6 separate regions of the Mus musculus genome follow, and regions 1, 2, 3, 4 and 5 are each linked to region 6. Evidence: chromatin contacts called from public promoter capture Hi-C data. All regions are on one chromosome and are shown on one strand. The core of a region is the stretch at or near the end of the contact, and the rest is flanking DNA. Distances in the headings are between cores, read along the strand shown.

Region 1 (4,382 bases), core at 463-2,962, 1.0 Mb before region 6:
TCAAGCGTGTTAACACCAGTTTGGCGTCTTCCCATTAAAGGTCCAAATCCCAATTTTAAACCTAAGTGCTGCTCAAATGGCTTCTACACTCTTCAAAGACACCTGGAAACTCCAAGAGTCAACGGGTTTTACGATGCTCGTAATTTGTTTGTAGTCTGTTACAATTAGCCTATTGAGAGCTCACTGGGTTCCATGGCAACCGTGTACGAGATTAGTAGCTCTCCACAGAAATACACATATTTCAAATATATTTTTCAATTATTTAAAGAATGCCCAGCTCGTTTGGAATAATACTTGAAGCAACCACAGATGGTAGGAAAAGATGAAACGTTCACAAAGACACGCTTGCCTCCAAAGCCTCAACTTTTTGCATTGTCTGCCGGCGCCGTGGTCTCCACGGTGTCACCGAACAAGGCGGACCTCTACTTGAGGGATCTTGGGGTACGCTCAGACGCAATCTTGGCAAGCCGCTGTGCTGACGTTGCCGCAGAGGAGAGGTCGGGGCTGAGATCGGGAGGCGGAGACCAGCTGAGCTGGAGCAGGGAACTGGGAGGGCCTCCCCATAGCTGCCCGCCGCAGTTCTAACGCCACAACCACCGCCCGCAGCTTTGAACACGCCCACGCTTTCTTCTGGCCACCAGCACGCATGCGTCTCTCCGGCTGGCCAAAAGACTTCCGGGAAGCTGGTTCCGCTGTGCAGAGCTCACTTCCGTCCTGATCCGCGGAAACTGCGGCTATGGGTCGGGCGGTTCCTTTACCAGGGCCCCGAAGAGGAAAAAAAAAAAAAAAAAAAAAAAAACCCAAGGAATTGTAATTGTCTGGTCTGTCACTTTGTAAACGTTTCCTGCACGAGTAAGCTAATGTTTCAATATCTGCTAACAGTAACAGCTTGGGATGCCTTTAGGCATCGATTTCGCTCTCCAATTCGTAATAGCGTGGAAATGAACTTGGGTGAAAAAGAAAATCTTCCATGGAAAAGTTTTCCAGCACCAGCTCCTTTAGAAGTGCTTTATTTATTTTATTTTTTATTTATTTATTTTTTGGTTTTTCGAGACAGGGTTTCTCTGTGTAGCCCTGGCTGTCCTGGAACTCACTCTGTAGACCAGGCTGGCCTCGAACTCAGATCCGCCTGCCTCTACCTCCCGAGTGCTGGGATTAAAGGCGTGCGCCACCACTGCCCGACAAGAGCATTTTTATTACATTTATTTTGTGTGTCCGGGCTTAGAAGTGCTTTATTTTACTCTGTGAAGAATGGTGTCTGTAAATCGGAAATCGGTCTTATTTCAGTATCACCATTATCTCCAACGTATTCCTCCCAGAAACAGAAAACTTAATTCCCATATAAAGCATACCATAAAGAACAGAAGGTCAAAAGGGGACCTGGCAGATATTCTGGCTGTTTAAATTAGGCCAGGTCTACGAGCTCTCCGCTAGCCAATCAGCAACAAGGAGAGACACAGCAGGTTTCACCCACTACTGGATCACATGGAGAATCAGCTCTCAGCAATGCACCCGACCCCTTTCTTTGCTGCTGTCTCCAGCAGGTCCCTACACTTACACACTTACACACTCACACTTACACACATAACCAGCGCTCTAAGTGAATCAGGCCTTCTTCTCCCCACGGCCCGCCCCCTAGCCCCGGAAGTTACGTTCCGCGCCCCGCCCCCGGACGCCGAGTTTTTCTATCCGGATTCTTAGCGCGGACTCCCGAGTGCCGCTTTTCTCTACGTGCTCCGCACATGCGCGGCTGCCTGTCCCTTCTTCCTCCGCTTCCACTGGCGTCCACGGTTCGCCGAGCCGCCGCCAGCATCGCGGAGGAGTCGGGAAGTTCAAGATGGCCGCCACGGAGCCCCCGTCCCTGCGGGAGCAAGCTGAGTAAGTGCACCGCGCGGGTGTGTCGGAGCTGGGCCTCCAGGCCGGCAATGCGGGGGACGGCGGCGGCGGCGACCTGCGCGACGGGCGGGAAAGTTCAGGCCTAACGGCGACAGCCAAACTTTGCCTTGCCGCGCGCCGTGGGTGGTGCGGCGGGAGGCGTGGGAGCGGCCTGGGCTTTGCTGCCGGTGGGGCCGCGGCTGTTGAGGTGCCGGCAGCGCGGCCTGCTGTCCGTCGTTGCCCCGGGAGGCGGCGGCACGAGCGGCCTCTACAGGTCCAGTTAGCGTGGTGGCTGCTGCTGCCCTGAGGTCGCGCCTTCCTGCACCTCCCTGGGGGACCGTGGAGCTCTCCGATCTCAACCCTCGGTGATCTCCTTCCCTAAAGAGACCCGAGGAATAGTGGCGGCCGGCAGGCTAAGCCCCGCTTTCCTAACGCATATGCTATCCTTGCGATCCTGCTGATGGTAAAAGCAGAGACGGGGGTGCTAGGGTCACACTTTTGACTGTCCCGGAAATTGTGCTAGCGAAGTCCTTTGCCCTTTACTCTTCCTTCCAACCACAACCCGGTATTTCTCTGTCCATTGGTAGCTTATTTCTAACTTTCAAACTTGAGGCAAAGTAAGGTAGACTACCTGGGTTTTGAGGCCTGGCAGTTTTTTGCCCTAGTTTGTTTTTGCCTTTAGGAAGGGACATGGGAGAAGTATTAGGAATCGTTGCTACTTCTAAATCATTCTAATCTGTGTTTTTAATTAAGCGACTATAGAAGTATTTGAAGCCAAGAGAACACATCCTTGAATAAGCAAAAGGACTAGCTGTTGCTTAAAGAAGAGCAGTGTTTTGTTTCCCACGTTTATGCGAGGAAAGCTTAACTTTAAAGAGAATACCACTGAAGACTGGGTGGCAACAGCAACCCCCCCCACCCCCCACCCCCCAGTTACATCTGCATTATCTATGTTTTCAGCCTGTTTAGGAAAGTGTTTGATACCGTTTCCAGCAACTTGTGACAGATAGCTTGGTTTCTTTGCTGAGAATCTAGTTTGGGGTTCCCCTGTCATTTACTTTACTCAGCTTGACAGAGAATTTGTTTTTATTAAGTATGCTTGAAAGTTGCATTGTGGTTGTGACAATTGGGCTTAGCAGAGAACAGATAGGATTTTAAGATAGCTTATTGTCCAAGTTCATGGTGTGGCAGTTACAGGATGTTAGTTTAGCTTGATGGGTGTCTTCGGCTGTTCAGCTAAGTAGTTCTGGCAATCTGAAAAGTTCTTGGTATTATGTCCATTCACTTAATTTGAGGGGAGGATCCATTCACATTTATTTTGAGTCAGAGTCAGCCCTATTATTTGCGTATTTAATCCTATCTTTATAAGCGTGGGTTTGTTTAGGCTCTGGCAACTACATAACACTGATGGTAGTTTTTAATTTATCCTCCCTTCCCCCATAGAAATTGTGTAAATGGAATTCTTCTCAATGTGTCCTATTTTTGCTAATTTGAAAATAATTAATGGAGTAAATAACAGTTTGATATGAAAGCAGGCACTATGTGTGTTGCTGACCTAAATGGCTTCAAGTTACTCTGAATAGCTTGTAGTTACAGGAAGCTATTCAAAATAGAAAAATTAAGGGCACACATATTACATAGTTTACATTTTCCTTAAAGGCTCAAATGGCTTTTGTTTTACTGGCCTGTACATTTGTCAGCCTCTTTACTTCAGCTTTAAAAAAAAAATAAATGTATTCGAAGTCACCAGGGACCAGGTACTATTCAAATCATTCAAATAGTAGCTCATTAATTCTTGTAACAATCCTGTGGCGCTGGGTCCTGTTGTTGCTGGTATTTTGTGGGTGATGAAACTAACACAGAGACATGAAGTAGTTTGCTCAAGGTCGCACTGTGATAGCCACATTTAACTTTGTAAATGTGGCTCTAAAGGCCAGCTCCCGACTGCTGTACTGTGGCTTCTTCACTTGCCTCTAAGATTTAAAATAATGTTTTTTGCTAGTGTCCCAGAAAGATGGTTGTAGGGAGTGAGGGGGAATTAAGGATCAAACTAAGAACCCTTTTGCACATGTTAATAAGCAAGTACTTTACCCCTGAGCCACATTGTCAGCCTGAGATCATTGAGCAGGGCTGACACTAGGAGTAAACCCAGAGCCTAACATGCACTAGCCTAAGTCCTACCGTGGAGATGTACCTTACTCCCCTGAGCTGGCTGTGTCTTTTCAGGCTGGCCTCCCAAAGGTTGCATTTACAAGCATCCCTACCATGCCCAGCCAAAGATGTGTTTTTGATGTGGTGTTTATAATACATTAAAATTTAATTCCTGAAACATGATTTGGAAAAGGAAAAGCAGAAACTAGGTTTAAGACCAGTTGGTCTTTGGGATCCATTCTAACTCCTGGCTCCATCAATTCTGTTGTAAAAGCATTTCAGTTTGGAAGAGAAAAGTCATTTAGTTACTTCCTTTACATTGGACTTTGCTCAATATTGACATATTTTTAAAGAAT
Region 2 (3,875 bases), core at 34-2,533, 1.3 Mb before region 6:
CTCTCTCCAGTTTCCTCCACTCTTCCAGTCCTTTTGCTGTCCTTAGGAAGCAAAGGGGAAGCCACTGCTGTTTGAGAAAAACAACAGTCACAGCCAACCAGGACCGTCACACGGCCTGAGAGGAGGCGGCCATGGCTAATCAAATCCGAATGCGGACCCGGCTCAGGGGTGGGGACCCTGGGTTGGCCGGACAGATCCAGGCGGGGCGGCCTCCTCCTAGGAGAGGTGGAAAAGATTGCTGCGTGGCACCTCGCTTTCAGGCTCAGCTGTCCCCGGGGCAGAATACAGATGGGGCCTCTACTGGGCAGGACCTGAGCAGCGATCATACCTGCTGCGATCACCCCAGTTTCGATACTCTATAACGGTCTCTACCCTTTCCAGCAAACCCATTCCAGCCTCTACTGGTTCTCCACAGCAGCTGGGACCCAGTAGCTGTCAGCTCTGGATGTCGCCTCCGCTTCTTCACTAGAGGCTCGTTCTTTGGGACAGTCAGGCGAGAGTCCTGCTGACCTTGTCCCTTTCCCCAGCCATCTCATTTATCCTCCAAGAGTGTGCGCCCCAGACTCCGTGCCGGTTCCCAGCCCTTTCTGAACGACCATTCAGGAAAGCCGGGGTCTAGGATGTCCTCCGTCAGGTGCCGAATAGTAGAGTTTTAAGTAACTCTTCCCGCGGACTTCATCGCACTTGGATGAGCTCCTCACTAAGTTCCTCCCCCACAAAGCCCCTCCCGAAAACCGCATCTCCCCGCATCCCCCGGTGCCCCCAGTCCCGCAGCCCCGCACCTTGCCGCAGCGGCGTGCGCGCCAGCTCAGACCGGTCCTCGGGGAAGGCATCGCGGAGGCGCTTGCACAGGCGGCCCAGGTCGGCGAAGCTGCGGTGCAGGTAGAGCACGCTGCGGTCCGACCACTCGGTGCGGATTTCGAAGAACTCCTCCTCATCGCCGCGCCTGCTGACGATGAGCCTGCGGATCCCGTTCACCCAGCAACCGCGCACGAACATGTTCACGAGCGACGTGCCCTCAAACACCGCCGAGGCCATGCCGCGGGCGGCGCATGCCCCTGCCGCCGGGGGCGCCCTCGGCCCCCGCCTGGGGTCCGCCTGGGCAGAGTGAGTCCTGGCAGGGGCGATCAGGGGTTCTCCGTGGGACGCGCTCGATTCCCGCAACGGCGGTTAAGAGTCCCCGTGGGGGAGAAGTTGGTGCCCCGCGAATACGCCGCAGCTCTGCGCTCACTCTGGGGCGGCTACGTGTGGCCCGCGCGCTCAGGGCGGCGCCGCCAGGAGTCTGTGGGACTGAACGGGCTGCGGCTTTATAAGGCACTTCCCATCGCGGGCGGCGACGTCGAGTCCCGGCTGCGGCGCCTCCCTCCTGCCTCCCGCTGACCCGCCGCGGGCGGTCCCGGCCCAGAGCTGCACGCAAATCGCCTCCTCCCTGGTCTGCCAACTGCTAGGCGAGGCTGGTCCTGCGCTCTCCCCGCGCGCAAGGCGACTTTCTCCTCGTTCCCACTCTGGATCCTCGGGATTCTCCAGCCCCGAGTTGAGCACTCTGCCAGGCCCACACGGGGGTGGGATCGACACGTCGCTGGAGTCCAGAGTCCCGGGGCGGCGCCGCATGGGGCGGGGACGCGGGCTCAGACCAAGCGGGAATCCGGGCAGAGGGACTGGTGCTGGTCCCCGCGCCGCCCTTGACTCGCCTGGTCTGGGCCGGGACTCGGGCTGACCCGCCCCGTGTCCCATCGGTTACCGGCGACTCCGCCCCGGGTCCTCCCGCGCATTCCGGTCGTGCCTTAGCTTGACGGAGGCCCGGGACGAGGCGGGACAGACAGACCAGAAGGCAAGACCGTGTGGTTCTTAGAAGAGGATCCCCAGGAGGGTTGTCCGCCAAAAGAATATGGGACAGAATTGTAGGAGACCGGGGTCTCCCCGGAGAGAGCAACTCAGGAGGAGCTTAGGAAGTCCCCCTTGGCAGAACGACCCACAGAGAAGGAATGTACCGCATGGCTCCCAATTGAAAAACAGTGTCTAGCATTAAGAATTGTAGCTTGGTTCCAGACATTCTTCTACCTACAACCTGGGAGAAAGACTATGCTTTTTATACGCTTCTAAATAGTCAGTGAACAAAGACGTTAGGCAACAGGTATTCCTTCTCTGGACCTCACTGACCCTGATTTCCGTTGACCGGTCATCCCCGGCAGGGGGCGGGTACTTAGATCGCTCGTGTCACTGCAGAAATCAGTCCTCCTATTTACCAAAAAGTTCTGCTCAGGCACGCCTATGCCAATCCCCACTACTGCCTGGAGCCATGTCCCTTCTGAAGCTGTCTCCTATCACAGCATCATCCCCAGGACCCCCCAGAAATACACTTTTTTAAGCACCCCATCTTTAGGGTAGAGTTTGCTGGGTGGGAACAACCAAGTCTCCAGTTCAGTTCGCTGCTGCTCGAGTGGCCTAGCTCTGTGAGGCTAGCCACCACTTTGAGTCTGTCATTCCTGGGCGCTGAAGAAAGTGTTTTCTTATTAATAGAAGTTGCTTCAAGAGATCTGGAAGTAAAACGAGATGGCAGAGTAAAAGCAGTCACTGTTGGGAAGTCACTGGTTAGAACACGCTATCTTTTATGCCGCTTAGATCATTCATTAATCACTTTTCTATACAGCCTAGAAACTTCATTTTACTACTTTAAAAAAAAAAGATGATAGGGGTCTGGAGTGCCTCACGTATGTAATTCAAGTAGCCCAGGCAGGGACAGGAAGACCTTTTAAAGCTGGAGGCCAACCTGGGATACCACAGTGCTTTCCAGGTTAACACACACACACACACACACACACACACACACACACCTCAGAACAAGAATAAACACCAAGTCCCTATTCTCTGTGATATAAGATCTCACTTTGTAGCCCAGGCTGACTCAAACCACTGATCCTTCTGCCTTAGTCTCTGGAGTGCTGAGTTTGGAGGCATGTGCCACTCTGAAATGGTCTTTGAATCATCTTTTTTTCATATCTTAAATTTTCCCACTTGATGAATAAGTAGAATAATTTCTGGAATATGTGCATTCCCCGAAACATTTGAGACCTAAACTTTGAAAATTGGATGAACTTGACAGGAGCAAAAGTGTTTGCTTCTAAGGGAAGTGTGGACTTTTAGATATTGATAATGATGTTTCCATTGAAACAAGCCCTTGGTAGGCAGCTAGCAGGACTTGGATAAAACTAAAAATATGTATAACTTATGGCCCAATAATTCCTCCAGGGAGTGTGTTTCCCAATTCTAGAAAGTACTAGTACGTGTGCATGCTAAGAGACGTGTGGTTACTGTTTGCCAGTGCATAGATGCTCATACAGAGGGGAGTGGGTAAACTCCTGGCATGTAAGCACAGAGCTCAACCATATGGCTGCAAACATGAATTAATTCCAGCTCTGACTGCTGAAGTATGACCTACCTGCCAAGATGTGCCCATCAGTACAATAGTGGTTTCCTGGGTAGTAGAGCATGTGAGGCCTGCACTACTGTTGGGATTTCATGACTGGTATAGAAACCTGGTCAAAAGCCCATTACTGGGGAGAAGACAGACCCTGGGAAAGGTGATAATTATATCACTAAAGGGGGTCGTGTAGTCAAATTGTCATACCTGTGGATTCCCACATTGCTCTCAACGTTAGTTAGAGAAGTCTCTTTTTGCAGGGAGTAACGGTTGATGTTGTAGACTTATAACTGGTCTAAGTGTCAAATATAAGTAGCTGTGAGTGTTCAGCTGTTGATGAGTCATTGGCATTAATTCCCCACCCCCACCCCCTATCTAAGGCTCAGAGAACATCATAGATCAGGGAGCAGAAAGTGTGTATGTCGGTGGGTGGGGAGGAGCCATGGTATGCTGA
Region 3 (4,234 bases), core at 13-2,512, 1.4 Mb after region 6:
GTGACAGTTAATATCCAAACCATAACAGAACTCAAGATGACACCATTATGGATTGATTTCTGAAACAGGTGAGCCAAAAACCACTCGTCAGACCCAAGTCCTGGCTCTTGGTTGACAAAATGAGTTCCCATAACTCCTTGAGGGAGTGGCTTGCTCGTTTTTTCCTACGAGGCTGCATTACATGTTATAGAAAAAAATGCCATCTGTCATGCAAGGAGAGAATATTTTTATTGAGAAGTCTTCTAAAAATACATTGTACATTCTCAATGGGATATAATTCATCTCTTCCTGCCATGGGAAAGAGTGTTGCCTGTTGCTCTGCAGCATCACTGGCCTTGGCCGTGAGTTTGATGAACTGCATAGAGTGGGGTTAGGATTAAGAAAGCTGAGGCAGAGCGGCAAGAGTCCATGGAGGGCAGCATCTTTGTGTGAGAAGCGGTGTCAGTCACCTCTCCTAGTTGAACTAGCCTTTCAGGGAGGCCATGGGCCCATGAACTGTCTCCATGGGTAAAAGCACTTACCTCACAAACCTGGTGACTTGAGTGCCACTCGCAGAACCCACAGAGAAAGGAGAGAATTGACTCCCAAAAGTTACCTTCTGACTTCCACATGATCATACACACGCAAACACACAGAAAGACAACACAGATATACACTAAAAAAATAAATAAAATAAAAATGTTAAAAGGGTAATCCTTCCTCCTGGTGCTGTTGGCCCAGAAATGGAAGATGGCTTACTTCTCAGAGGGAATGCACCACCCAGCTCTGTGTGGGCTCCTAGGACAAGCTCCTGTTCCGCTGGCCCAACCCCAGGGCCAAAGCCAGACAAGAACAAATCCAAAAACCCGGTTCCAGATCCTAAGTTCTAGTATACCACCCTCAAAATGTCACATGTGCCTGCTGGCGTTAGCCAGCTCTGAGACTCACATCAGTGGGGTGTACGCTGATAGAAAACACATGGTGGCCTGAAGCTCATTTTTCCTGAGTTTACAGCTCCAGTGGGGGACAAAGATTCTAAAAGGGGCTGTTCTGAAGAGTCCTGCAGGACCTCTTCCTGTGAAAGCGAGAAGTCACCTTTCAACCTAGCCCATACCTGCCCATATGCGCATGCGCATGTTCAGAGATATGCGCGCGCGCGCGCACACACACACTTGCTATTTCAAGTATGTGAAAGCCCCCTGGAACAGTATTCAAATGCCCCTCCCCGCTGTCTGTCTTTGTCTTCTCACAGTATATTTCCCAGAGACTAGTATTCGAGAAGTGAAACTGAACATACTACTCCTTCAGGGGGAGGACGAGCTTCGGAGGTCTTTTTATTGGGCTGGCTTACCATTGGGCACACACAACCCCCTCGCCATGAATGGTGTCGCAGCTGCCCTCCTTGTGTGGATTCTGACTTCTCCGAGCAGCAGTGACCATGGCAGCGAAAATGGTTGGCCCAAGCACACGGCCTGCAACAGTGGGGGCTTGGAAGTAGTCTACCAGAGCTGTGGTAAGGTCTTATGAAATGGCTGCTTGTGCTTATGGGGAAATTAAAGCTACACGTGGGCAATACGAACACTGGGTGAGTATGGGCGAGGGATGAGGTTATCAGCCTCTCCGTGCTTTTTGCTGCTACGGTGAGCTTTTGTCTTGGCAGCCGTGAGGAGGGAAAGGCCAGGGACAGTGGAAGAGCCTTCTGAAAATAACGAAGACCACAGAAAGAGAGAAATGAACAGTCTAGATATGGAACGAAGTCTAAGAGCTCAGCCCTGCCCTCTCCCCCAAGAACAAGTGATCAGTAAGCTTTTCTTCCCAAATCCTGCGCCTACGCTGGCTTTTCACCTCAGCCATTTTGCAAACTGGGTGAGCATCAAGTCACTTTTGTCAGAGACTCTGTCCTTCAGCCGCTCCCTCTAGAGTTCTTGTCATGCCGCACTGTGCCACCCATTAAAGCAGCAAGCACGTCAGAAGTAGCATCCAATGCCAGGGTTTCCCCAGGGGCAAGGACAGCGAAGGGGAGTGCTGTGGTTGGCCTGTGTCCTGGAGCATGTATTAGAAACTTAACCTCAGTGCAACTGTTTGAGAGGTGGCATATACTGAGACGCGTTGGGCTGGGAGAGCCCCGCTGTTGGCACCACGAACCAGAACTTAGGAGTGGGTTAGTTCTAAAGTCTGAATGTGGTACCTCACCTCACTTTTTCCTTCTGTGACGCTATGACACAGCGAGGAAAAATGAGCCTTGGGATCGATTTCCAATGGGCAGTAGAACAAATGGCTTGTGGAAAGGCAGACATTTATGAAACCTGGAAATCTGTAGGGAAACGGGACAGATGAGCTGAAGAGTATGCAAAGGAGACTCTGAGCCTCTGTGTTGGTCCCACCGCTCGCTGAGAATAAATGAAAGCAAACTAGCTGAGCCCGGATTCTGCCACCCAACTTTGGTTTCTGGGGTAATTCAATGGATTCTTTTAAATTTCCTTTTAAAAGGAACCTTGAAGTGCATTTTAAAAATTAAAAATAAGAAAAAGAAAAGGACGCGCTGGGTGGAGAAAGTGCTGACCTCATGATGCTTGCTGTTCTTGGGACAAATGGGAGCCTAGACGTCTGGGGACTTGCTCACTTCAGGAGTAGGATGACAGCCGGATTGGGTCACGTGGACTACTTGGGATTTGATTTTCCGAGACATTAAGCCTCATGTGACTGGCTATTCCATGTCTAAGATTCTCCCTCAGATTGTAACTGAGTCTCATGTGTCCTTTCACTCACCTGGGTCTGTCAGGGAAAGAACGGGGACATAATGTGCTGCCACACTGTCTGCAGTGCTGCATCTATTTGTAGATGGTACTTCTCTGCAGAGTAATTAAATCTCAGAAATAAGCCCTGGGCACTTGGAATAAAGGAACAGGGGAGATGAAGTTTTCATCCAGGGTGAGTGGGAGAATCAGCCAAGGAAACCAAAGGATAACTGCTTTGTGGGAGGGATGTCTCAAAGGCAGGCATCAGTTACCAGGAGACACAGTGATTTGAAGAGAGCAAGGTTTGGATTGTCAAATGTTAACTGAAACTTTAAAGAAATGATAAAAGTAGCTGGGCCACATATTCCACAAGAAGGGTCTGCCTGTGTGTTGAGGGCTGTGCACAGCTCCTCACTAGCATGATCCTTGCTTTGTAGATGTGTAAACCTGGGGCCGGAGATGCCAGATAATACTGTAAAGGCTATCTAGCTGATACTGGAGAAATTATAGTCCAACAGCACAGAGAAGACAAAACATTTGGGTAAATATTTGTGGAGTTAGAACAAACTGATCGCTGACCTCTCTAAATCCAATAACCCTGGTGTGTAGAGTTTTGTTGTTGGACATAGTGATATAGAGGAGGGTAGAGAAGGAGATTTCAGCAGAGAGAATAGCTTATATAAAGGCAAAGAAGTGTGGCACAACCAAGCCAAGTTCAGAGGCCTGAGACATGATGGGAGATGTACAGTCAGAGCCCTAGACAAGGCCATGTTGCCTGCCTTTGGCTTTGGGGAGCCTCCACTTTGGAACGATCCTTTGAGGAGTGGGTGTGACTGGATATGGTACTTGTATCTGGACACCATGATGTTCGGGAAGTTCAGGGAAAAAAGTATGGTCATCATGAAAACCATTCAACAGTCTTTAGACTAAGAGGATTGTAGGTAGACTCTAGGGTCAGCAGACAGGCAAGCTGGACCCTCGGTGCTCTGGCAAGGGTGGTGCTCACTCTGTCTTCTGGGTGGTCCTGAGCTTTTGGAGGTTGAATGACTGGTTTGCAGGGCAGCTGCGTCATAAACAGGTTGCCTGGTGTGACACTCTGGCCAGTGTACTGCTAAGGCAGTATTAGCGCACATCAGGGGCTTCTAAGCTCCCACTACATGCCCAGAAACAGGGTTGCTGAGGTCTTCTGAAGTAATGCTTTGTTTATCTCTTTTAGTTTCGTTTGTGGTTTTAGTTCCAAGAGGAGGAGACCTAAAACCAGAAGTTGCTTTCTAAAAAAAAAAAAAAAAAAAAAAAAAACCTTTCTCTTTCAAGAGAAAGGGAAAATCAGAAGTGACTTCTGAATATTTGGTACAAACCAGAAGGCCAGACGTGGTGGCTCATACCTTAAATTCTAACACTTGGGAGATGGAGACTAGAAAATCTAGAAGTTCAAGGTCACTCTTGACCTCACGGTGACTTTGAGACCAGTATGACTATATGAGGCCTAGTCTCAAAAATACAAAAAAAGTAAATAA
Region 4 (4,097 bases), core at 665-3,164, 1.4 Mb after region 6:
CCTTTATCAAAGTCTTCACTCAAGGCTCAGGAGACTATTCAGATGAGGAGACAGAAGGAGTGTAAAAGCCAGAGGTGTCTGATGACTCACTCTAAGGGAAAGAGCATCCTCCAGACACAATAGGGCTGATAAACATGAACTCACAGAGACTGTGGCAGCATGCGTGCACAAGACTTGCAAAGGTCCAAACCAGACCACACACCACCACTGAGAAGAAGTGAAGACAAAACCCCTCCCCTAACCAAAAAGCTGTTTGTAATTGATACCTGCTGGGAGAGGAAAAGTCAGTTATCTTCAAAGAACCACACTCCAGGGCAGATCCCATGCCCAGAAGAAGGTGACCAACACAAAACAGACTCTGTGGGCTTTTAAGGTGATGTGTGTTTAGTTCCAGAATCTTTTGTTTGTTTGTTTGTTTGATTGATTGATTGATTGATTGATTGATTGGTTGGTTGTTTTTTGTTTGTTTGTTTTTCTGTTTTGAGAGAGAGAGGCAGAGGCAGAGGAGAGAGAAAGAGAGAGAGAGAGAGAGAGAGAGAGAGAGAGAGAGAGAACATATAGAGAGGTGGGGAGATCCAGGAGAAATTGGGGAAGGGAGATAATATGATCAAAAATGTTGTATGTAAAAATTGTTTAATAAAAGCAGCATAGTGACACATGAAATAACAGAAAGCATGTAGTATTTGATCATGATAACAACCAATTAATTATGTGGCTGGCTTGCTGTTTATGCATTTATCTGTATTTATTGGGTTGTTTATGCAATTGATAATAGCGTGTTTTTCTTGGTCATGTGGAGAATACCCCTACTTATTTAAAGAGTGTTGATTGTGAAAGTGCACCCTGGGACGCTGGCAACAGCTCCCCCAGTCTTGTCTTTGCTGTGTCTCTGTCGCTTTAAGTGGCCATATTCCCTGACTGACCTCCAGCATCTAGGCTTGTGTAAGAGATCCACAGGGTTTTCACACAGGAAGTCACCTGAATTTGATGGTACATCTCTCAGGACCTGTTTTAATTGTTAGTCAAAAAGTGACTGCAATGCTTGTATCCACATCAGACAACTCAGAGAGGGCATTTTTTTAAAGACCAGAAATATCAGCTCCTTAATACATATACAAATAAGACAGCAAGTACCTTTGGCTGGGCCTGTGGCTCTGGCTGAACAAACTGGTTCACCAGATGAAGATTTCTGTAAGGCAAGAGGGACTTGGGTAATCTGTGAGGACTTTAAAAGCACCTTCAATAGCGCTAAAGCATTTTGTTGGATAAATTTCATAAGGATCCACATGGCAGCTCCTACCCATTATAACTTCAGTCCTATGGGGATTTGAGACTCTCTTCTGGCCTCCCTGGGCACCAAGACCTCAAGTGCTGTGCAGAGTTACATGCAGGCAAAACACCCATACCCCTAAAATAAAATGGGGGGGGGGATTTTAGAGGAATCTCAAGAACTCAATTTTGTAATTTCCCTAAACTTCAGCATCTGACACATGCCTTTTAAAGCATCATCAAACTCCATCAAAACCAGTGATTTTTACATTCTTAAATATTGGTGGATGTCTTGTAAGATGCAATCATAACAGAATCTGTTAAGCATTGTTGTTGTTGGGTTTTTTTTTCAACCTTGAGTCTGTAGTGGGCTCTGCCCTATTCATCTCTCAGACACAATTACTGGCGAGCTTTTAATGCAGCCCACAGCTGCTTACAGGCACCAACCTGCTATTCTACTAGCTGCCTGCTGAGCTGAACTAGGAGCCAGAAGGGAGTCATTTTGATGGCATTTGAGTAGCACAAAATGTGAGTTTTCTCTTGAGAGGGCTTTTGAGAATTAGAGGGAGTTAGTCATAGTTTCCAGTGTGAGTATTTTAACAGTTGTGAAATTATGAAGGGCTGACTCAACAATTCCAGTGTTGCAATATGTCACTTCACTGTCTTGTTACTTAAAATTACATGCTTCAGGAGACGATGACTTTTAAAAGAACCCAACCAAGTCTGGAAAGAAAAGTGAGATATGCAGACAAAGCAAGGGGAAAATTATAAGATTGCCAAACACTTAGGAAGCTACTTAACAATCCCGAGCTCATCTAATATGTTTCTTTTTCTTAAATAGCATGTTTCTCTTCTCTGTGAATTATATAGTAGAAGCACACTTATTAAACAGTGATTCCTTTTCAGTATACAAAACCAATCCAAACTGGATTGAATATGTTACTAAATTTCTAAATCAGTCACCTCCTCAGTATCCTTTTGGGTAGGTTTAAAAAAAAAAGATGAATAGATTATCATCAGACAAAGATGATTAAGCCTATTCAAGAGGACTCTTAGGCTGTTGCTCAGCCTCTTCATTAGATAACTCCTCATTAACTACCCTAAATGAGCTACAAATAGCTATCAGGTCCTGTCCTTTATATTTGAAAATTAGACCCTTAGTAAGCAGATGACTCTTGAGGTATTTTCTAAGGATTTGAAGTTTTTCAAGCATGCCGCTATATTTCCCCATTCAAAATCATATACTCATAACACAGCTAGCCAGGGTTAAGAGGAAGCAAAAAAGAATCCAAAAGAGATGGTTCTAATGAGCTTGGTTTCTTTAACACGGTGTGATAATTAGGTAGTCCAGCCAGAGCAAAGGCCACACTGGGAAAACTTGAGATTATAAATAGCTCCACGAAATGTTAAATGCAAATCTAGAGGAGGCATTATCCTTTCAGGAAGCATTATCCTTTCAAGAACTGAACAAACTACAGAGTAGGACATGTCCTTGCATGAACAGTCAGGAGCTATAAAGAAGGGGGACTGGGGCTGAAGGGACAACTTAGCCTTCAGAGCACTCACTGCTCTTGAACAGTTCAAGAACAATGCACCCATGTCAGACTTCTGCTCACAACCACCTGGGCATCTAGCCCTAGAAGATCTAACTCTTTATGCTGGTGGCCACTGGCACTCAAATGCACATGTGCACACATAGACATATCATGATCTATGGAAACCTACTATTGTGTGAGCTTCAAAAACATGTACACAAACACATACACATATACATGTATAAAATAAGTGGAATTACCCTATACCTAGGGACAAAACATCTTCCAGATGCCATAAGTTATCAAAAAAAAAAAAAAAAAAAAAAACAAGAAAACAGCGTCCAGTGTAAATTGTGTCTCTTCATGTTGGTAATAAATCTCATAGACACCCCCTCACCAAAACCAAAATAACCTATGCCATCAGTCTTTGTTACCCTCCTAAACTTGATGGTAAGATCCTGTTGCTGAAAATACTTGAGCCATAGAACACGGAGAAATCAACTGATACTGCCCTGAATACTTCATCCCTACTGGCTAGCAGTCATGGAATCAGAGGCATTGTCCATATTACTGTGGGAGAAAAGTAACGGTTTACTCAGCTGTGACTCCTGTAAGCTACAGCAATGACCAGCCTGGCAGCCACTAAAACACAATAGTGTAATAGTGGCATGAATGTCTCTGGAGTAGCAAACCATTTTCTGATTGTATTTGAGGTCTACCCCACAAGATGGAACTCATGCCTACTGCAGTTAACTGAGCCAAAAACCTAGGGCTTAGTGTATCATAAGCTCTAGGGAAGAACCTATTACAAATATTCTAATAAATGGACATAGTATAAATTGTCCCCAAACATTTATCTTTATACCCATTGATTCGTGTGGCTCTCCACCATCATCAGAGAAGCTACTTTTGCAGGAGATGATGTTGAATACAGAGACTCACACCTGGTGGTCAAAGTGCAAAGAATAAGAGATTGTGGAGTTATCAGCCCTAAATAGGAAACCTATAGCACGTTCTGTTTCCCAGTTCTCAAGGATTATCATGGAAGAGGGGGGCAGAAAAAAACTGAGATCCAGAGGTAGCAGTAGATCACTACAGAGAAATAGTAGCCAAATTCCAGCATGGAAGGCAGAGGGACTTATTAGAGCTAACTCCTAATTGAGGAGCTATTGGCAACTGTGGCTGGTGTGGGTACGAGAATCGGTTTTCTTCATCTGTGGCACCTGTCATGTGACCTGTGTTCCACTGGATGACTCCTCACCTGGGCACACGCAGGCACCGATGAGAAGACTC
Region 5 (4,276 bases), core at 1,676-4,175, 1.4 Mb after region 6:
AAGCTACTAGTTCATACTTTTTTAATTCAGCCGTTGGTTTTTTAGTACAAGGCTTTTTTCTGCTCTCCTCCTTCAGAGCCAGAAATGGAAGCCCTCCCTCTCTGTTTTTCCCCCAAGAAATAAAGCAGGTGGCACATTCTCTTATTTGATAAAAATGTCTTTCTGGTGGCTTTAAATGTGAAAGCTAATTTAACAAACAGCAAACATTCACGGTTCACAAATAACACCTTTTCTTAAAAAAAAAAAAAAAAAAAAAAAAAAAAAAAAAAAAAAACAAACCTGTAGCTTTGCTCTATCTTTAATTTGGCCACTTAATGTTTCAGAGGAAAACTCTAATGGAGGCTCAGTTTTTTGATCTTTGTAGCAGGTATAACAGGTGTTAAAATTAATTCAATTAAACCTAGGAGCAAAGCAATGAGAACGCATTTGATAAGCTACCAGTCTCTGCACAGGTTTTCAGAATAGAAGGTAGAGAGGAATTGCTCAGTCCTAGAACCGCAGCTACCACTGAGGAAGAGGTTGGTAAGGGTGTGAGTATGTGAGGGGGGGGGCGGGGGGGCGGGGTGACTCTGGGAGGGGGCGAGGAGGATGCTAGGAATGCTGGGCCCCACAACTTCCTTGTCACCAGCTGTTTCCGATTCAGCTCAGCGTTGGGAGGTGAGATGAGAAGCCTCTTCAGGCACCTTGAGATGTTTCCACCTTTTCCTTTCTTCAAGCAGAGTCACACCCAGCTCTGCCAGGTCCGGAACTCCACCTCTAACTCCACAGAGCTCAGCCCTGCCTAGAGCACTGCCTTTAGCCTCCTTCTCCGCCCTCCACCTTCCAGGTGCAGGCATTTCAGTCAGGAGCCACCATGCCCAGCTCTACTTAGAGATTAAGGGAATGTTCCTGCTATGGTCTCTTATTTATTAGCATTTATTGAATGACTGCGCTTACAAAAAATGGTCTCAATGAAACGAGGTCTGCACAGAAAAAATAAATAAGATAAGGAAAAAATAAGGACATATACAAAGATTGTGACTCTGGGTGAATTCTTTTGTTTATTTCACCAAAATTTAGAAATACCTGCATTACCTTTTTAAACAAACAAACAAACAAACAAAACTATTTCTAGAGACCATCTCCATACACAACAGTGTGCATGGTATGTAAGTGTGTATTTTTAACTTACATTTATGCAAAAACAATCCGTGTGACAAAAAAAAAAAAAAAAAACCTGGCACAGCCCTCCCCCACGCTCCCCCACCCTTTCCCACCCTCCCCATCCCCTCCCCCACTCAGGAACAAAAAGCCCCTCAGTGTTCTTATCTAATAGTGACTTCTCCTGATATATCTGTATCATATTTTCAAGAAAAGGCCGGTTTCTGACCTGTGATAGGCCTACCTATGTGTTGGGTAGATCCAGGTCCACACCTTGCACCTGTGTGCCTCTGGTCCCCTCGAGAGCGCAAAGTTAGACCCGCCCTCATTCTGCCCCTTCCTGTGCCCGGGTGTTGGAGTCCTTTCCTTTCAACTTATCCCTTCCCCATGTCTCTCCCTGAGCCCCGGTCTCACTCACAGCCCCACTAGCCCGGCCCTTGGCCCACATTAGACTCTTTCATCTCCATTTTGTGAGTTTATCCCCGCAGATCCCTGCAAACTCCTGGAGGTCAGAGCTGAGCACCTCTGTGTTCCTTTTTCCAGGCAGGTTGTCTACACATGCTATTAAACTAGACAGGCGCTCTTCCTCATCCCTCCTTTCCCACTCGCCCAATGCTCAGAAATCAAACAAAGCCAGAGGGACCAGGACACGCCCTGGAGGAGCAGGAGGGGACCTGGGACCAGCTTCTCCTGTCTATCAGTAATTAGAGCGGTGGGGGAGGGGCTGCCCTTGGCACAGACAGGTCCTTAAAGGCTGCTGCCCCAGAAACTGCCTTCAGATCGACAGCCAAGGGAATCGCGATGAAAAATTCATCAGCTTCTTACTTTCCGCGGCCCAGCTGCGCCTAGCAGATGACCTCGGCGGGGACAAGCCCGCTGTGAGACACCGTCTGGTCGCTTCGAGGGGGCCAGCCCAGGCCTGCCGGGGAGCACTGCACCGCTGGGCTTTGTGCGTGCGCCATGAGCACGCGCCTATGAGGCCTAGAAGTACCACCGAGGTTTGACTGCTGGGGACCAGAGACAGTCATCGGACCTTTTGGTGCAAGCTACTGGGAGCCAGAGTGTCACTCTCTAGCAGGCGCCTGCGGTCCATCTTGCCCATCATACACTGTCCTACACAAGGCGCGACCTACTAGTGGAAGCAATACCAATTGGGTGGGCACCTGGGATCGTGGAAGCCCTGTAAGCTATAAAACTTCTAACCCTGGAGACTGGTCATCCTAACTAGACCTTACTTTCATGCCACCACCTCCCACCTTTGCTGGCCCCAAGCTGCCTCCTGAAGTTCTGGATGGGGTAGGTTCTCTTGAGCTGGGGTGGCCTGGGAGGATGACAGAGATCCAGTTGGGGAAATGCTACTGAGTTGCAGGTTTCTGGAGGCCTCTCCAGCCCCTGCCATCTGGGCACTGCACAGACAGACGCTGCGTGGGTCCCTAGAGCTTGCCACCTCCGCGCCACACTGCCAGCCATGCCGCTGCGGCTGCAGAAAAGCCTCACGTCCGAGATTGCTGGACCGTGGGTGGGGGTAGGGAGCGCAAAGCGAGACTAGGCGCGGGAGGCGGGGGAGCGGGGGGCCACTCCTGGACTCTGAATTTTAAAGTTGTTTTCTTGCAATCACACTTTAATATGCACCGATGTCTGGTCTGCGGACCACGCAATGTAGTGAGATGCCATGTTGGCCTCTTTGGAATCCGCAGTAGGTTTTTTTGTGCTGTTCTGCTGGGGAATCAAATGTGGTGATTAGGGAAGTTTTATATTCAGGTCAGGCTTTCCCAGGACTAGAGAATGTACTACAACTTAGGCCAACATCGCCATCTGGTGGTATCATCGAGGGACTCGAGCAGGTGTGGGGAGACCAGAGGAATGATGTCATGGTCTGCAATTTTTTTCTTGAGGGGCGGGATGCTGGCTGGCTGCGGATCTAGTATTGCCTGATGCATTGTTTCTCGGATTTGGGGTTTTGCTGTTATTCACAGGTGAATCACCAAGTAAGCAAGGGTCCTTCCTAAAACTAATACCTTACATTTCACCCCATTGCAGAATTGAATTTAAACCTAAAAGACCCAATGGCTTTGACAGTCTTGAAGCAGGACTCCTTATGTGATCTTTCCTGGGTCCGTCTAAGTTGTTCACTTGACAGCCCCTCCCCGAGGTGTTTCTCCCTCCGGAATTCAACTGCAGAATCATCTGTGTGTTCAGAGCCCGCTTGCATTCTTCTGAGTTTCCATTCCTTCAAGACTAAGGAACAGGCTTCACACTGCCTATAAGCATAGGGTCCCATCTTCAGAGGCATCTCCCTGGCTCCCTTAGTCACTCCTCTGTTCTTTGCTTTACCAGATCTGGATAGAAAAGCCAGCTCCCTTGCTCCTCTGTACTTCTGTCCTCAGCATCCCTCAACACTTTGCCCCTCACCTTAGCTCTAGCCAACAACTGACAGCAAGCACCATTCTGCCTTGCCCCTCGTCCCACCCAAGGCTAAGAAGAAAGGGTGGCCTGAGGTCGCTGAGTGGGCTGGCTGCACATTGAAGGTTCAGGTGAGACCGCAGTGCCGCTTGATGGTGAGCCGGCGTTGATTCCTGCACTGCAGATCTTCTCAGTTTCTTCTCCTCTTTAGCTTTGTGTCTGTACAATACTTGGCTAGTTCAGAAGCAGATCCTCCCACTTTCCAGACACTCTTGCTCCTCAATGTTGCCTCTTCTACCTTAAAGTAGTTGTGTCACTGCCTGGCCTTTTATTCTCTCTTACTTCGGAGGAGGAAAAACAAGAAAACAAAAACACAAAACAAAACAAAACAAAAAAAACCTTTCATCTTTTGCAAACCCTGTGTATCTGCTTTTACCTGCAACACAAACTACTGCCTGCAAGTAAACAGGGGTGGGGAAGAAGAAGCCCCTAAGAAAATGTACAGAAAGAATGGCTACTAGCATTCTCAGAAGAATGGATAAAAATACTGAATGCATTTTATATATGTGTGTGTGTACAAGAATAAATATATATATGACTATATATGTGAATACATATTGTATACACAAGAAAGGGAATAGTAAGAAGACAGAAAGGGGATTTTTAAAAGTTTTAAATGCTAGTAACAATGAAAGATTGAAAAATGTAACATTTCACATAAGCTTCCCAGAAA
Region 6 (4,391 bases), core at 892-3,391:
TTAAATTTGGTAAGATATTTAGCTGCCACCTAAAGAGGACACAGGAAAGAAAACGACAATATGGCCGGGTGGAGAAGTGATACACGCAGCTGATCACATGATCTAACTTCCATGGGCCCTTTTAAAGACAAGGGAAGGACCCCAATATTTTGCTGCGATCTTCCGATAGCTCTTCATCTTGTCTTGTTCATATGAGACAGTGTTTCTTCTTACCTTTCTTTACAAAGGTGTTGATGAACTCGTGTGTAATTAATTCATGAAGAGGTAAGTTCTTCACAGAGTAATAGGGTCCAATGTCCATGACCAGGCTTTTTAGCTCTTTTGATAGAAGCCCACATTCAGGAATAAGAAATGAAACCTATTAGAATGTAGAAGAACAAACGAAGTTATATTTTATGAAGATTAACACCATGCTTTTGGAAATGGAATGTCAAAGGTGCTAGTTACTCCTTCACAGGTTTTACTGGGACATAGAAGGGACACGCAAACATGGGCAATGTGATGGTTTGAAGATGCTTGGTCCAGGGAGTGCTATTAGGAGGGATGGCCTTGGTGGAGTAGGTGTGACTTTGTTGGAGGAAGTATGTCACTGTGGGCGTGGGCTTTGAGACCTCATCTAGCTCCCTGGAAGCCAGTCTTCTTCTAGTGTCCTTCAGATGAAGATGTAGAACTCTCAGCTCCCCCTACACCATGCCTGCCTGGACGCTGCCATGCTCCCACCTTGTTGTCCTTATAAGAGTTGCCCTGGTCACTGTTGGAGTGTCTGTTCACAGCAGTAAAACCCTTAGTAAAACACACACACACACACACACACACACACACATACACACACACACACAGCCACCACCACCTACCCCTGAGACAGGGTTTCTCCATGTAGCCCTGGCTGTCCTGGAACTTGCTCTGTTTATCAGGTTAGCCTTGCACTCAGAGATTTACCCACCTCTGCCTGGGTTTAAAGGTGTGCATCACCATCAACCTACTAGGCAACAATTCTATTAATTTCAAGTAAACAGATATCTGACTACTCAAGTTTTTCCTTTCTGCATTTCAATGTGAGGCATGACATTGCAATGGAAGTCTTACTTGAATCTTATTTTTGCATACAAGCAATATATGTTATGTCTTTCACACTTTATAGTCAAGGAAATAGAGTATATATAATTCAACATGCCTTGATTTGCTTATTCTGGAGTCATGAAATCAAAGGAACTCCTCCTGGGATTTAGGGACATTTAATTAGTAAGAAGCTACATAGAAGCAAAAGTGCTCCTGGAAGCTTCCATTTCCTAGACAAACCTAGGTGAGACCAGTTGAGATAAGCGATACATCCCTGACCGCAGGGATGGCCTTTCAACCGAAGAGATGCAAAATCCGCGCGGATTTCAAATGATCCCCAAGTGAACATCTAAAGTCCGTTTCGCAAAGCCCCAACAACCAGCCTTGAGGGACAAGGACGCCAGCTAATCTATCTGAGAAATCCATCAGGCCAATATTTAAGATGTAAAATGCTTAAACCCTTATCATCGTAAGGTAAGTTTATTTGGAGTTCCTCGTTTGTCAAACCGCGTGATGCTTTGGAAAGAGTCACAAGCTGATCCACAGAGATCTGCCCAAACTTAGGGTGTAATTCGGCTACATGTTGTACAGGTCACACTCCGACCGTGCAGGTTACATTCCTAACTCCTCCACTGCCTGCTCGACCCAACACCGAGAGGATTTAATCCTGAACACCGCAGTAACCACGCCAAACTCACAAAAACTCTGCTGTTCCTCATAGGACCGAGCACCGCCCTGTGTTTGGCGCATGCTGGGAATTGTAGTCCTACACAGCGCCAAGAAAAGCAGTTAAGAAACTTGAAGAGACTATAGTTCCCAGCATGCCCGAGGACGATCTCCGCCCACCCTCGCAAGCCGAGGAGGTCTGGCCGGGTGAAACCCGGCGTGGTTCTACCTTAAAGCTCTCCAGCCTAAGAGGGCCGGGTGGACCTGACTCACCCTGTAATTATGATAGTGCGTCTCCACGAGATGCTTATGGCGAGACTTATCGTGGCCGAAGTTGGATTTCTCACAGACCAGTAAGTGCCGAGGCGCCTCTTGCAGCCTGCGCAGCGTGGCCATGTTAAGCAGGAGTCCAGGCGAGCACCGCCTCTTGGCCCGCCTCCCGGCCCGCCCCTCGGCCCGCCCCTCACCCCACCATTCGCCCCTTTCTGACTACACCCCTCCCTCCACCACGCCCTAACCCTTCTTTCTTTCCCTGTCTGTCAGTTCCTGCAGGCACTGGGTCTGAAGGTTCTCAAGAACCTGGCATGGGGCTGGTGAGATGGCTCAGCGGGTAAGAGCATTGACTGCTCTTCCAAAAGTCCTGAGTTCAAATCCCAGCAACCACATGTTGGCTCACAACCATCCGCATCTTAAAAAAGAAAGAAAGAAAGAAAGAAAAAACCTGGCACATCCATTCTATCCCACAGTTTCTCCGTGGAGGAACAGTGCATATACCTGGACAGGACTCAGAGAAGGACTGGACCCTGACACCTTATAAAAAGGAGGAAGATAGGACAGAGGAAAAGCCTAGTATAGTCAGGAAATACATCTGCTTTGCAGCACTGTTTTCCTGACTCCTCATATGGTCTCGTTCCTAATGCTCACCCACCCGCAGGCCCCTAAGTTCCCACTGATCCTTCCCAAAAAGTATAGGAAATTACAGAGGAATATAATATGACATTTCTGCATTTTTACTTCCAACAGAACTTCTTTGCTTTGTTTTTAATTATTTAATTTATTTTTTTCATTTCCAACATTACTATTTTGTGATTTTACTCCAAATCTCAGTTTCTTTGCTGAATTGTACTTCCATGTACACTGTTGCTATCTTCAGACACACCAGAAGAGGGCATTGGATTCTATTATGGATGGTTGTGAGCCACCATGTGGTTGCTAGGAATTGAACTCAGGACCTCTGGAAGAGCAGTCAGTGCTCTTAACCAATGATCCATTTCTCCAGCCCCCATAGCTAATTCTTAAAAGCCATATTGTTGATTTTTCTCATCTATTTTACTCTCTGTGTGTGCACACACATGCGTGCGCACGTGCACGTGTGTGCACAGCAGACTTTCCAGGTCCTTCCTTAGGGAAGATTGAATTAATCTTTTTGCTTCAATCTTTTTTGAGGTCTTAAAGTATTTTTACTAGGAAACTTCTGAAATCACCCAGAATTTTACCTATTTCAGTATCATTGAATCCAGGTGTTAAGTTATTTTGTCTTGAGACAGGGTCTCATTATATATCCTGGCTGGCCTCAGACTCAATATATAGACCAGGCTGGTCTCAAACTCAAAGAGATCTACCTGCCTCTGCCTCCTGAGTGCTGGGATTTAAGATGTGAACCACCACTCTGGGATAATTGATTTTGTTTTTGGAGGACTCCTGTTGCTGTGTTTTTCATTCATGCTTTTGTTTCTGTGTGTGGTGTTGACCTGTGTTGATTTGGAGATGTTTTTCGCTGTTGTTCTTACTGAGCACCCTACTCTCCGAGACTCATTCCCCGGTGTTACTCATAAAGGAGACAACACATTGCTGAGACAGTAACAAAATGGAAGATATAGAAATACACCCAAAGTTACTGAGGTTCAGCAATATATTACTAATAACCATGAAACAGAAATTTACAATACTAATGTAGAATATGCTAGGAATGTAATGATTATGTAGGGTAAATGGGAAAATAGCAAGAAAACGAAAGCAAGCCTAAATGAAAGAAAGAAGCGGGATGAGAAAGTGTGCCATGGATGGAGACATGAAAAGAGAAAGGGTTTAGTGGGGGGAAAAAAACTAAAAGAAGGGGGAAATCTCAATAATAGAAAATCTTAAATAATGAATTATATAAATATAAGAGAAGTAAAAGATAAAAACATCCATTTTTTTAAAAAGGGAAAAGAGTAAAAGTGCTGAATAATAGAGAATGTAAATAATGTAAGATAAACATCTGTATGAGGTGTGAAATGTATGAAAATGTATGCGAGGAAATAAAATGTGTTTAGGGAATGCAACAAAGGGGAAGCAGTAAGAGTGTGCTAAGAAGAAAAAGGGAAGAAGGGTAGAAAGAAAGGGAGAAAGGAAAGCAATGAGATGTTGAAGCAGCCTCTTCCGGGGTACTCGGCATAGGCTGGGAGAGGGTATCATTGAACTTGCAGACTCTTGTCTTGAGCCTGTATTGAGCAAGTGTTATGTGTCCTCCATAGCTGTCTTGTCATTATTAACTTCACCATGTTCATCAGGGGCCTCTGCTGACCACACTTAGCTTTTCAGTCTCTGCTTCAAGTTCTCTCATTCTCCTGAGATTCCCCAGATCATATTTCCCATGGTGCTAATGTTCTAGCTGAGGGTTGGAA

What was found. Promoter capture Hi-C pulls out the DNA fragments that hold promoters and counts their contacts. Capture Hi-C pulls out chosen DNA fragments and counts their contacts.
Region 1: a promoter capture Hi-C map of adipose tissue shows a contact between it and region 6. The contact joins the promoter of Prpf4b here to the promoter of Rpp40 in region 6. A contact is called at or near these places in 15 of 39 promoter capture datasets (the 3T3-L1 cell line, 3T3-L1-derived adipocytes, the HPC-7 cell line and 9 more), 8 of 484 Hi-C or Micro-C datasets (CD4 T cells, CD8 T cells, LSK cells and 5 more), 11 of 115 datasets of contacts at active chromatin or transcription factors (the SCID.adh cell line, acute myeloid leukemia, astrocytes and 6 more) and 2 of 9 other capture datasets (adipose tissue and embryonic stem cells).
Region 2: a promoter capture Hi-C map of embryonic stem cells shows a contact between it and region 6, with 4 times the contacts expected there. The contact joins the promoter of Pxdc1 here to the promoter of Rpp40 in region 6. A contact is called at or near these places in 10 of 39 promoter capture datasets (the 3T3-L1 cell line, 3T3-L1-derived adipocytes, cranial neural crest and 5 more), 5 of 115 datasets of contacts at active chromatin or transcription factors (astrocytes, embryonic forebrain, embryonic hindbrain and 2 more) and 2 of 9 other capture datasets (adipose tissue and embryonic stem cells).
Region 3: a promoter capture Hi-C map of pre-B cells shows a contact between it and region 6. The contact joins the promoter of Ly86 here to the promoter of Rpp40 in region 6. A contact is called at or near these places in 6 of 39 promoter capture datasets (the 3T3-L1 cell line, 3T3-L1-derived adipocytes, embryonic stem cells and 3 more), 1 of 115 datasets of contacts at active chromatin or transcription factors (pro-B cells) and 1 of 9 other capture datasets (liver).
Region 4: a promoter capture Hi-C map of liver shows a contact between it and region 6, with 5 times the contacts expected there. The contact joins the enhancer-like site here to the promoter of Rpp40 in region 6. A contact is called at or near these places in 13 of 39 promoter capture datasets (the 3T3-L1 cell line, 3T3-L1-derived adipocytes, the C10 cell line and 7 more), 1 of 115 datasets of contacts at active chromatin or transcription factors (large pre-B cells) and 2 of 9 other capture datasets (adipose tissue and liver).
Region 5: a promoter capture Hi-C map of hippocampal neurons shows a contact between it and region 6, with 4 times the contacts expected there. The contact joins the enhancer-like site here to the promoter of Rpp40 in region 6. A contact is called at or near these places in 13 of 39 promoter capture datasets (the 3T3-L1 cell line, 3T3-L1-derived adipocytes, the C10 cell line and 7 more), 3 of 484 Hi-C or Micro-C datasets (embryonic stem cells, forebrain and uterus), 5 of 115 datasets of contacts at active chromatin or transcription factors (astrocytes, embryonic stem cells and large pre-B cells) and 1 of 9 other capture datasets (adipose tissue).

Annotation. Positions count from the first base shown.
Region 1 is chr13:34,873,817-34,878,198 of GRCm38.p6, forward strand. Prpf4b (pre-mRNA processing factor 4B) reads left to right here and starts at 1,713. Exons shown (of 15, transcript NM_013830.3): 1 at 1,713-1,878. The coding sequence starts at 1,838. Gm36839 (a long non-coding RNA gene) reads right to left here and starts at 1,424. Exons shown (of 2, transcript XR_382181.1): 1 at 1,353-1,424; 2 at 1-752.
Region 2 is chr13:34,651,398-34,655,272 of GRCm38.p6, forward strand. It overlaps Pxdc1 (PX domain containing 1), which reads right to left and starts at 1,284. Exons shown (of 5, transcript NM_025831.3): 1 at 783-1,284. The coding sequence starts at 1,038. It overlaps Gm15908 (predicted gene 15908), which reads left to right and starts at 1,526. Exons shown (of 4, transcript NR_105041.1): 1 at 1,526-1,831.
Region 3 is chr13:37,344,083-37,348,316 of GRCm38.p6, forward strand. It overlaps Ly86 (lymphocyte antigen 86), which reads left to right and starts at 1,263. Exons shown (of 5, transcript NM_010745.2): 1 at 1,263-1,492. The coding sequence starts at 1,357.
Region 4 is chr13:37,289,002-37,293,098 of GRCm38.p6, forward strand. No RefSeq gene overlaps it. Among named protein-coding and RNA genes, the nearest start is that of Gm30600, 42 kb to the left of the region's middle. Within about 2 kb of position 1,915, at least 68 of the 459 cell types and tissues checked have an H3K27ac peak or open chromatin away from gene starts, as enhancers often do. A contact at or near this core is called in adipose tissue, where this site is marked.
Region 5 is chr13:37,309,791-37,314,066 of GRCm38.p6, forward strand. No RefSeq gene overlaps it. Among named protein-coding and RNA genes, the nearest start is that of Gm40913, 22 kb to the right of the region's middle. RefSeq lists an enhancer at 1,176-4,020. Within about 2 kb of position 2,926, at least 95 of the 459 cell types and tissues checked have an H3K27ac peak or open chromatin away from gene starts, as enhancers often do. A contact at or near this core is called in adipose tissue, forebrain and hippocampal neurons, where this site is marked.
Region 6 is chr13:35,904,206-35,908,596 of GRCm38.p6, forward strand. Rpp40 (ribonuclease P 40 subunit) reads right to left here and starts at 2,142. Exons shown (of 8, transcript NM_145938.4): 1 at 1,999-2,142; 2 at 214-358. The coding sequence starts at 2,121.